Regions from separate parts of the Mus musculus genome. Here all the other regions are linked to region 4. A link is a contact called in public HiChIP or PLAC-seq data. All regions are on one chromosome and are shown on one strand. Each heading gives the region's core, a stretch centred on a gene start, on an enhancer-like site or on the middle of the called end of the contact. The rest is flanking DNA. Distances are from core to core; before and after follow the strand shown.

Evidence for each region. HiChIP or PLAC-seq counts read pairs in DNA pulled down with a chosen protein or histone mark.
Region 1: a FOXA1 HiChIP or PLAC-seq map of pancreatic cancer cells shows a contact between it and region 4. The contact joins the promoter of 2310040G24Rik here to the promoter of Tprkb in region 4. A contact is called at or near these places in 1 of 39 promoter capture datasets (pre-B cells) and 1 of 115 datasets of contacts at active chromatin or transcription factors (pancreatic cancer cells).
Region 2: a contact with region 4 is called in an H3K27ac HiChIP or PLAC-seq map of extraembryonic endoderm stem cells. The contact joins the promoter of 1600020E01Rik here to the promoter of Tprkb in region 4. A contact is called at or near these places in 1 of 115 datasets of contacts at active chromatin or transcription factors (extraembryonic endoderm stem cells) and 1 of 9 other capture datasets (pancreatic islet).
Region 3: a contact with region 4 is called in an HNF4G HiChIP or PLAC-seq map of pancreatic cancer cells. The contact joins the promoter of Mxd1 here to the promoter of Tprkb in region 4. A contact is called at or near these places in 1 of 39 promoter capture datasets (pre-B cells) and 2 of 115 datasets of contacts at active chromatin or transcription factors (astrocytes and pancreatic cancer cells).

Annotation. Positions count from the first base shown.
Region 1 is chr6:86,486,948-86,489,647 of GRCm38.p6, forward strand. 2310040G24Rik (RIKEN cDNA 2310040G24 gene) reads right to left here and starts at 1,280. Exons shown (of 2, transcript NR_040293.1): 1 at 1,055-1,280.
Region 2 is chr6:86,525,930-86,528,629 of GRCm38.p6, forward strand. It overlaps 1600020E01Rik (RIKEN cDNA 1600020E01 gene), which reads left to right and starts at 1,401. Exons shown (of 5, transcript NR_037960.1): 1 at 1,401-1,504; 2 at 1,962-2,045. Pcbp1 (poly(rC) binding protein 1) reads right to left here and starts at 260. Exons shown (of 1, transcript NM_011865.4): 1 at 1-260.
Region 3 is chr6:86,667,909-86,670,608 of GRCm38.p6, forward strand. It overlaps Mxd1 (MAX dimerization protein 1), which reads right to left and starts at 1,251. Exons shown (of 6, transcript NM_010751.3): 1 at 1,028-1,251; 2 at 630-726. The coding sequence starts at 1,100.
Region 4 is chr6:85,914,398-85,917,097 of GRCm38.p6, forward strand. Tprkb (Tp53rk binding protein) reads left to right here and starts at 1,322. Exons shown (of 6, transcript NM_176842.3): 1 at 1,322-1,393. It overlaps Nat8f1 (N-acetyltransferase 8 (GCN5-related) family member 1), which reads right to left and starts at 1,235. Exons shown (of 2, transcript NM_023160.3): 1 at 1,137-1,235.

The sequences.
Region 1 (2,700 bases), core at 30-2,529, 570 kb after region 4:
CTCATTACGGGTGGTTGTGAGCCACCATGTCCTTGCTGGGATTTAAACTCACAACCTCCGGAAGAGCAGTCAGTGCTCTTAACCCCTGAGCTATCTCACCAACCACCCTTTTTTGCCTTTTAAGAAAGGATCTGGCCCTCAACTTCTGGAGCAGAAATGTAAACTTTATATCTGCCTGTCTCCACTTCCCAAGTGCTGGGATTTCTGGCCTGTGCCCACATCAGGAGGTTTGCCACTATATATTTGTTTGTTTGTTTGTTTTTTAAGGAATGCTCTTATCAAATGTTACAACATAGATAAAACACTGGGCTAAGCAAGACGCGCCTGAGCAAGGACGAGTATCCAAGCTCCTGCTTACACACACTATGTTGACTGGGCAAATTCCTGGAGGTAGAGGCAAGAGCAAGAAAAGGGAAGTGAGCAACAAATGGGCATGGAGGAAAGGAGGTTGCTGAGCTGGGGCGGGCCTGGGAGGGCACAGCGCAGGCGCAAACGTCTTTGTCTGCTTAAGGCGGAGTTGCTAGGTCCCAGACTTACTGCACAGAGCGTGCTGGTCTGGCTTTGTACTACCGTGTTTACTCAGGGAGCGTTGGGAACCCCTCTTCCTCCGCCCCCACTGTCCCTCTGTGAGCACGAAGAGGGCCTCATGGCAAACATGCAGTGCCTGCACACCCTCCGTGAGGCCCCACAACAGAGTACACACACAAACACTGCCTGCAGGCGCACATCACACAGTGATATAGCTCACACACCATCCAGTTTCTCAGGCACACCACACGAAGTTGTGGTGTTTACTTTAGTTTGCAGGCGGGCACTCTGCCCCCTGCCTTCTGCTCTTAGCTCTTACCAAGTAGCTTTAGTGAGGACGGAGGCCACCGGTGTCCCAATCCCTTTGTTTCCTGGTCTTGCATCACAGGCCTGCAAGATGCCTGCCGCCAACCCGCAGCCAGAGCACCCCATAGTGATTCTTGGCCAGACGGGCTCCCTGCAGGCTCTGGCCTCACTCATCCCGACTTTCTCCTTACAGGAGCACCAACCTGGACCACGTGCTGACCTGCTTGGGCCCTGAACGCCTCCTCTTGCAGAAACTTGGTTAGCTGAGCCTCTCTCACGCTTCCAGTTTTATTCTTAGTAAGGAGAGACGCTGCCTTAGCTTCCTCTTCTTCCATCTGCTGCACAGTTTAACAATCCTTTGTAATTGCTTGGTTACTGTGTGCCCATGTAAAGGGACAGACAGAAGTCCTGTCTGCTAACCACTGGCTTCCCTCCCCAGGGACGGCAGCAGAAAAGATAGAGTTTGCTTGGCAGCGACTGCAGCGTCTCAAAGGCACCTGCTCTCTCTGGCTGTCCTCTGCAGGCTCTGCTGCCAAACTACCTTGACTAAGGGATCCTGTGGGACTCACTTGTCACCTTGCCAGGTCAAAGCACCAGCCTGACTGTCCCTCACAATGCCCTATCCACCTCTTATCAAACCATTGGTTGTTGAGCCAGTCCCCAAATAGCAAACAATCCAAGGAAGAGCCCCTGGGTTCCAGGAGGTGGACTTTCGTTTATTGCTCTGGCCTAGAGCATTGGAGCCCTAGGATAGGATGTGGGCCTTGCCCCATATTTCATTTCTGAGTTCTTCATATTTTTAAAAGAATTATTTATTTATTATTATTATTATTTGTATATCAGTACATTGTAGCTGTATTGAGTTACACCAGGAGAGGACATCTGATCACTTTACAGATGACGGTTGTGAGCCACCATGTGGTTGTTGGGAATTGAACTCAGGACCTCTGGAAGAGCAGAGGATGGTTCCTAACCACTGAGCCATCTCTCTAGCTCCTTCATTTTGTTTTATTTCCTTTTTTTCATCTTGCTGGGGTTTGCTGAGGTTGCTGTTGTTGGGTTTGTTTGTTTGTTTGTTTTGGTTTAGTTTGGTTTAGTTTGATTTGATTTGGTTTTTCAAGACAGGGTTTCTCTGTTTAGCCCTGGCTGACCTGGAATTCACTCTGTAGACCAGGCTGTCCTGGAACTCACAGAGATCTGCCTGCCTCTGCCTCCCAAGTGCTGGGGTTAAAGACATGCCCCAGTTTAAAAATAAATAATTTTAGGCCGGGCATGGTGGCGCATGCCTTTAATCCCAGCACTTGGGAAGCAGAGGCAGGCGGATTTCTGAGTTTGAGGCCAGCCTGGTCTACAAAGTGAGTTCCAGGACAGCCAGGGATATACAGAGAAACTCTGTCTAGAAAAACCAAATAAATAATTAAATAAATAAATTTAAATAAGAAACTAAAACAAAACAGAGGGACAAGGAGGCATAGGACTTTAACCCCAGCACTCTCCTGTCAGTCACAAGGCAGAGAGGCAGAGCTCTGAGTTCAAGACCAGCCTGGTTGACAGAGTGAGTTCCAGGATACCCAGGACTATACAGAGAAACCCTGTCTTAAAAAAACAAAATAAATAGACAAAATAAGGGGCTGAAGAGATGGCTCAGAGGTTGAGAGCACCACCTGCTCTTCCAGAGGTCCTGAGTTCAATTCCCAGCAACCACATGGTGGCTCACAATCATCTATAATGGGGATCTGGTGCCCTCTTCTGGTGTGTGTCTGAAGAAGGCTACAGTATACTCATATAAATAAGATAAATAAATTCTTTTTAAAAATAGACAAAATAATAAAAATGATTTATTATTGTGGGTGGGTACCAACACAT
Region 2 (2,700 bases), core at 151-2,650, 610 kb after region 4:
GGCGTTCGGGAGTTGGGCTCGTTACGTGGTCAAGTCCTGGGCGGCTGGCGGGGGAGGGGAGGAGTAGGCCCGAACTGCCGGCGCGAGGCGAGCGGGGGGCCGCAGGAGCGGGCGGGCGCGGGCGGGAGGCCGCGGCGGCGTCGCAGGACTGGCGGCGGCGGCGACGGGGGCGAGCGGGACCGGGAGCGGTCGACGGGCGGGTGGGCGAGGGCGCGGCGGTGGCGACTCCGGCGGCAGCCTCGGCGGTCTGGGCGGGGCGGGAAGCCCGCTTTCAACCCCGCGTACCCTCTGACCCCGGAAGTGCTTTCCGCGCAGGACCCCTAGGAGAAAAAAAAGAGGACCGGCTTTTTTAGGTCACAAGACTGCGCCAGCGCGCGCGACCCTTGAGAAAAATAACCCGGTGGCACCGCCGTCGGGTTGAAAACGGACAACGTGGGCAAAACTGGGGACCCGGCAGAGATTGAGAGGGAGCACGTGTTTTGTTAACCCTAGCGGCTCCGGCAGGGGACTGGGAAAATATACTGGTTTTGTGCCGGGGACAGATAATTGTTTCCCGGTCCGCCCAAGGATTCGATGGCGGAGCGATACAGGCATCGGCGGAGGCCGCTGCAGGCGGGAGCTAGGCCGCCGCGGGTCGAAAACGTGCGCGGGAGGGGACCAGGGCGCATGCGCGGCAGCGAGGGGGGGCGCGAGCGGCCCGCGTTGGCTTCCGTGGGGGGAGGGGCGGCGAGGCGAGGCGCGGCCCGGCGGCTGTGCACGCGCTCTGCTGGGCACGTGGGGCCCCTTCGTCCCCGGCGTCCGGGCGCCTGGTCCCAGCCCCCACCTTGGCCTCCGTCCGGCGGCTGCGTCCGCGACGCAGAGAGACTCGAGCGAGAGTCACCCGCCCCGGCGAGTGCCGCTCGGGCTAGTGGCGTTAGGAACGGGGGCCGCTGGAATGGCGTCCACTTACATAATGCTTTGTTTGCACTTGGTCGGCTCCGGTTAGGGAAGCCCTCGGAGGCGCTACCTCCTGCCCTCGTGTTTTATGTCCCACGATAGTTCCCGAGACCTTAGAGGAGCGGTGCGCACTGACGGCGTGCCGGCATGGCCCCCCGCATGTCCGCGCTGGCTCGCCCGCCGCCTGGACCACGCTTTCGGGAGGCGGCCAAGCCTGGGCGCCGCCGCCATCTTGGGAGGTCGCCCTGACCGAGGCCTCCCGCCGGGAAATGGCCCTCGAGACGCTGGAGAGCGCCTTGTGCTTTCTTTGCCGGCTCCTCGTGCCGCCGCCATAGTCAGCCTGGAGGAGGTCGTGTGAAGGAACGTGTTGTTTAATACTTGGCCGAAAGGACCAGCGTGGCGTTCCTCACCCCACCGCCACCCCACCCCCGAGCGGGGAGGGCTGGCGGCCATGTTTCCCAACAAAATGGCGACACGTGTCGCCATCGAAAAATTGGGCCGGGTCTGAAAGCTCTAGAATGTGCCTTTCATCAGTCTCAGAATTTCCCATAGGATGAAACAGCAAGAGGTGCTTTTGGAAGAAAGTTAATTCCCTTGGTGGGCAGGAGAATAAATAAAATGCAGGCCTGACACGGGATTTTTAAAAAACTGAGTAATGGCAGGCAGGTGTGTGCCTGTGTGTGTGCGTGCGCGCGTGTGTGCACAGTATGTAACCAAGTACCCAAGCATCTAGAAAAAATTTCTAGTTTTTTTCTAGATGTTGTACAGGTGGTGCTGTAACTGATTTAAGATTGTTATGCCTAATAAGCCATAGAATGGCAATGTCTCACTATTCAACTGTCCAGTGATCCTAAAGTTCACAGTTATGTCCACTTTTCCACCTTTACAGTCAAGAGGAACAGATTGTGGGTGTGGGTGTGCCACAGCAGATTCCATTCTAAACATTTTATCCCATGCAATATATATTTTTTTTAATTGAAAATTCCATGAAGTGGGTATTTATTTCTCTTTCTTTTCCCCAACAGAGCAAGACAATCCCAGAGAGATGAATGAAGTGAATGACCCAAGGTTACACAGGATGGAACCTATATCTTCTGATTTCTCTACTGGTGAGCACCTTTTGCAGATTTTTTTATTTGAATCAGAGTTTTAGAATTTAATTTTGCTGAGCTGGTTATCAGACATAGGATCTCTAACTTTTTAGCCAAGCTGTCTACCACTACGCCACAGTTTTGTGTGTGTGGTTTTTTTTTTTCAGTGCAGAGGCACTGAGCTCTGGATCCTCCTGTCTCACTTCACAAACACTGGAATGACAGGATGTGCCACCACTGGCATGTTGAGGGCATGGTAGGAAACACCTTTAATCCCATCACTGGGGAAACAGAAACAGGTAGATCTTTGAGAATTTGAGGCCAGCTGGGGCTACAAAGTGATACCCTGTTTCAAAAAAAAAAAGAGAAAGAAAAGAACTGACTTGTGTGAACTTGTCATTTCTAAAGGAGCCACTCAGAACCCCCCCCCCCCCCCCCCCCCCCCCCGCCCCGCACCTGTTTGTATGTTCCGTGCCTTCACTTATTCCTGGTGTTAGTGACATTTGTTTAGGCTCAAATATTATTTTACAAAGCCTCTGGATGAGGACAGGAAGAGGATGTGATTCAGGCTTGCCCAAAAGTTCAGTATCTGTTCATCTGGCCTCATCTGAGGCCCATTTCCCTCCACCTGGCTCCAAGGGAGCAAGCGAGCAGTTCCCTAGAGACTTGCTTT
Region 3 (2,700 bases), core at 1-2,500, 750 kb after region 4:
AGTTCCCAGCCATTAACTAAACACTGGTGAAATTCACAGCTTTTGAGGGCTATGAGGTAATCTCTGAGGCTAACAGGAAAAGGCTGCAACTTGCTGACATCTTAGTGTAGCATGCATCTTCTCACAGAAGTGGGTTCTACCCTCAATCACTCTGCTCAGCCACCAGGAAGAGAGGTCACAATTGGGTTACCAGGCAAACTACTGCATTTAATGTACACATTAAATATAAATTTCTACCACCTGTGTCAGGCCAGATACTTCATTTATAAAATCTCTATTAACAAGCAAAATCAACTGATACCATGCCACATTTTGAATTAAAGGAAACTCTTGCTTGTAAAGCAGGCAAACACAGTAACCCTGCTGCCAGACCTGCCTGGAGCAGCCACAGAGCTTTGCTTTGTTCAGACGGTAAAAAGCAGAATTAATCTTGCTTTAAAAAGTCACACTGAAATGTTAGACATTCCTATTTTTCTCCTCTGTTTCCTCAACTTAAAAAGAAGGACTGCTTGGCACCATGAACACATTACTGAACCCTCAATGTATCTGTAGGGCTAGAATCCTGTAAGTCAACTAACAATCAGCCTTGGTCATTTTAGCTACAGAGAAGGGGAACATTGAACAGTTACCTGCTACTGGTGCTGTTCTTCTTGGGCTTGTTCCTCCGTTTGAAGGCATCTCTGTCCTTGCTGTATGGCAGCATGGAGGCATACCCATGTTCAGCTTCTAAAAAACCGAGGGGTCCCGTTAATAAGTGGGCCCAGAGCAACTGACACCCTGTCCCCGCGTCCGTCTGTCTGTCGGAGTCCGGGACACCGGGCGGGAGCAGGCAGGCGGAATTCTGAGAACAATGCCTGCTCTTTCCTGGCGTGGACGCCCTCGGTTCGGAGCAGGTGTGGAAGGTTCCAGCTGCTCGCCGCCCCCCGCGCTCGGCTTTGGGGCGCGGGCTCGGGGGTTGGCGCTCGCGGCCGGCCCGCGCCCCAACCACCCCAGCGGCCGCCCGCCCGGCCCGCAGCCCGCCGTGCACCTCTCTCCCGCCGCTCCAGGTAGTCGGCCGCCTCCAGCAGCAGCTGGATGTTCATCCCGACGGCTGTCGCCATCCTGCACCCGGCGGGCCGCCTCTCCGTGCCCGCGGGCCACCGGCCGGGAACACCGAGGAGCCGCCGCGCTGGCCAGCCAGGAGGGGCAGCGATGGGACAGCACGGAGACAGGAGCCCAGCCGCCACCGCCGAGTGTTTATCCCGACTCGCCGCCGCCCGCCCCCGGCCCCGTCCCTTGACAGGCCCGCGGCGGCGGCGTGCCTCATTGGGCCGCCCGCGGCCCGGCCCGCCCCCGGCCCTCCGCGATTGGGGAAGTGCCCGCGGCCCCGCCCCAGAAGCCCGCTTCCCCCGCCGGTTGGCCGGGCTTGACAAGGCCCGGGCTCCGCCCCCCACGCCCCATTGGCTGCAGGACTCGCAACTCCGCCTCGTGCTTCAGCCTGCCTCCCATTGGCTCTACGCCGATAGCCGGGCCCCCTTGGGCTCTCCGGGTATTGGGCAAGTACAGTATAGGGAATGCCGCTGCGCCCGCGCCTCATTGGCCTAATCCTCGGAAACCTCCCGGCTACGATGACGTCACCTCTCTGCCCAAGCAGCGGCCCACTCCCGTGCTGCTGATTGGCTACAAGGCAGGAGGGCAGGGCGGGTCCCCGCCCACTGGCCGCCGACCTGTTGCCCACTGTCTCCGGGGAGAACTTCAGGCCTAGCTGGGGACCTCAGCAGATGGTGGCACCTAGCTCCCACCCCAGGGGTTGGGGGAAAACAGCCGGCTCCCGTATACCACACTCGCACCGAGTGACCTGGTGCATAGAGTAAGGCTGAACCCGAGGCCATCCCTTCCATCCCAGAGGAAAACACTTCAGAGCAGGCCTCTCCCCAAGGCCACCAGCACCCACAGGAAAGCTCACTTTGTAAACACAGGTCCTTGAGCATCGCGACTTTTGAAATGAGAGCTTATTCGAGACTTACAGTGTAATGTCAACATATTCAATTTAAATGGCAGGAATAAAGCTAATGGGTAAGAAGTCTGAAAACTGAAATGAGCAGGGGAGTTTAAAATGAAACGTATGAGTGTTGTCAGTATACAGTTTTAGCTTTCTCTGTATGCATATGTCAGGTAATCCACCTAGAGGGTTCCCATCCCTCAGGACAACCTGTGAGGGTTGTCATCCTTAGTTACATTTGCACATGAAGAAAGAGGCTCAGAGACAAATAACGTTCCTGTTTCCCCTTGGCTTGGAGAAAGACCTGAACCCCTGTAATCTCATCCACAACTGCCCAGGCAATCCTCTGACTTATAGTTATACAAAAACAAGACGAAACAAAACAAAACGATCCCAACAACAATAACAACAACAAAATGGCAGGTATCCAGAACTGCAGACAGCCACAGAACTAAATTCAAACCGCCATTACACACAACAGATTTGGGTGCGATGGAGAGGCCATGTTCCTGGTATGTTCAAGGATCCAATCAAGGGCTCTATGCTGACACACACACTGAAGGCAGTTTTTCATGAGGACATGGAACTTGGAAATGAGAATGTGGAAAAGAACCACTTGGAATATTTTAAAATTGTATGCTGTTTGTTAAATAAGGTTAAAAATTAAAGTATCATATGCAACTATTAAAGTAACCAACTTAATATTCATAAAATGCTTT
Region 4 (2,700 bases), core at 72-2,571:
ATGGTTTTATATGTGGCTACCTGACACTGTCTTCTAACTTTGGTTCAGACCTTTATTGTCTATATCTGTTTCAGAACAAAGCATATTTCAGAAATTCTCACTCCAAGACACAGCTGCTCCTGCTACATATGGTATGTTCTGATGTACATCTTTTTGTGCCAGAGAATTCTCTTACAAGAAAAGAAGTCATTCCGACAACCAACCAGGTGCACGGTGTCAGGATGTCATCTTTCATATGACACAGATCTCAGAGTTGCTACTGATAGTGAAGAATGATTGGGGACAGATAGGGACACTTTCATATTCTGGATTATGAAGACACACTTGTACTTCACACTGAGGAAAGGAAACGAAACGGACACCCTCTCATTTGTTTTGAATTAACCTCCCAGGTATCTCTGTAGGGGTGTAAGGTCGATTATCAGTAGAAATTAATTAGATTCTGAGTTCCAATGTGCCTGTGTCCAAACACCTGCAGACGAGGAGAAAGCCAAGAAAGTAAGAAGCAAACATCATATGAGAAGTGTCCTCATGTTGACCATCTGGCCAGAGAGGCAAAACAAAACGGAGCTCCAGGATTATTGGCTGTCTTTGCCTATGGCCCTATCTCCTCCTTATATATTCTGCTGGGTGAAGATGGCAGGGAATGCATGTCTGTAGGGTAATTAACCTACTATTTCAGACTGCAGGTTCTCTCTGGATAAACTAATTTTAAGATTCAAGCTCTTTATTCATTGGGTTCTCTTGACAGGTAGCAAGGACTAAAATCCGGACTCACTATCTTGGTGGCCACCCTTCCCCGTGAGCAGTACCCTGGTCTTGTATAATTCCCTGAGGCGGATGGCTTCTGGGGACTTGATCCCAGCGTCGCGTCCTCTGGTCTGCTCAAGAAATTTGCCTCTTTCCTCTGTCACAGCTGTGAAAGTCCACTTGTCTCTAGATCTCCAAGCACCGGAAGCGCTCCTTCAATGTAAGCCACAACCACGCCAGATCCCCGTTTCCACCCAAGAGCATACTCGGTAAACTGAGTCTGGAAAGCTCTGATAAATTGTGACTCCCATCCTGGTGAATATTTTTCTTTTTCACAGGAAAAGAGTGTTCAACACAGGCTAAGAACAGGGCTGACAACACCATACCTCAGCTTCTAGGCCCGACCAGTGGGGGCTTTTCCACCTCCGAAGCCGGGACAAATTAGAGTTAGTTCTCCTTGTCCTCCGCCAGCAGCTTCTAGCGGTACTAGGAGTCCGCTCCACTTCCATTTTAGAGCCAGGAGCACGCCCACCGGAAACTGGGCGCCTCGGCGCCCGCCCACCTATCAAACATTAAGCACTTCCGGAAGTAGAGAGCTAAGTTTCCTAGGGGACGATCTTCTGATGCGGGCGTAGGATGCAGGGTGAGTTCCGCCCTGTTGCTCTTTCCCTGCGGACAGTTTTGCGGGCGAAGTACGCGTGCCTTTGCCCGTGTTTGTCGCGAGCCCCGGTGGAGAGCGACATGGTCTCAGGAGCGCGGCTCGGGACGGAAGGCCGCTCGGCTGCGCGCGCCGGGGCGCCCCCTGCAGGCGATGCCCGAGGCTGAGGCTGGAGGAGCCGCGTGCGGACCGCACAGCCACAGCCAGGCCCAGCGCTGGGAGGGAGGCGCGGCGGAGAGCGGAGTCGCCTCCACCCCAGGCTTTACCCGGGCCAGCGAGCGGCCTTGGCAGGAGGGACCCAGGCAAGAAGCCCTGAGGGTAGTAGGGACGCCCTGTTGGAAAGCCTGACCAGCCTAAGCCGAGGGCAGGCCATGCCATCCGGGTTGGAGAGGAGTCAGGCAGGGTCCAGACTACATGCTGGTCCCAGTGACATAGTTAGTGCTTTAGCTTCAGCCTGACTTCCTCCTGAAGGACCCCGTGACCATTGGGATAGGCTAGAATTGCATTACTGGTGACAGGGCCCGGATGAGGACGCTGTTAAGGTGTTATTGATAAGAGGTGATGGCAGTGCTTGTGACAAGGATGAGTCAGGAGAGATGTGGATATAGAGTCAGAACGTGGACACTGGACGTGAGAAGCCTTAGACCACCTCCTGTTGCTAATACCACAGTACCTCATGGTGGGTGAGGTGTTTTGTTGTGTTTTCCTAGACAGGGTTTCTCTGTGTAGCCCTGGATGTCCTGAACTCATACTGTAGACCAGGCTGGCCTTAAACTCAGAGATCTGCCAGCGTCTGCCTCAAGCCAGGGAGCAGGTTAGGAGGCTAGGCAAACTTCATTTGTAATAGAATCGCTTTGGAGATAGAAGCCTTTATTTGATAATCATATAACTGGATTAACAAAATTTTGACCTGGGCAGCGGTGGCACACACCTTTAATCCCAGCACTTGGAAGGCAGAGCAAAACAAAACCCAAAAAACAAAATTTTGAGTTCAAAGGCCCCAATTGCCCCTGAGGTAAACTATTAACTTTATAGTGATATGAGCGGATTAATTATTTTTTATTTTTATCTCTTAGTACAAAGTCCTAGCCACCTTCTTAATTCCATACTTGGCCTCACCGTTTAATATCACACATCGGGAACTAAATGTCAACATGACTCTTTTTTTTTTTTTTTTTCAAAGAAAAAAATCACATGATCATTTTATTTGATGCTGAGAAAACATTTGACATAGTTCTTTTTTTTGTTTTTTTTTTATTAGATTTTTTTATATACATTTCAAATGCTATCCT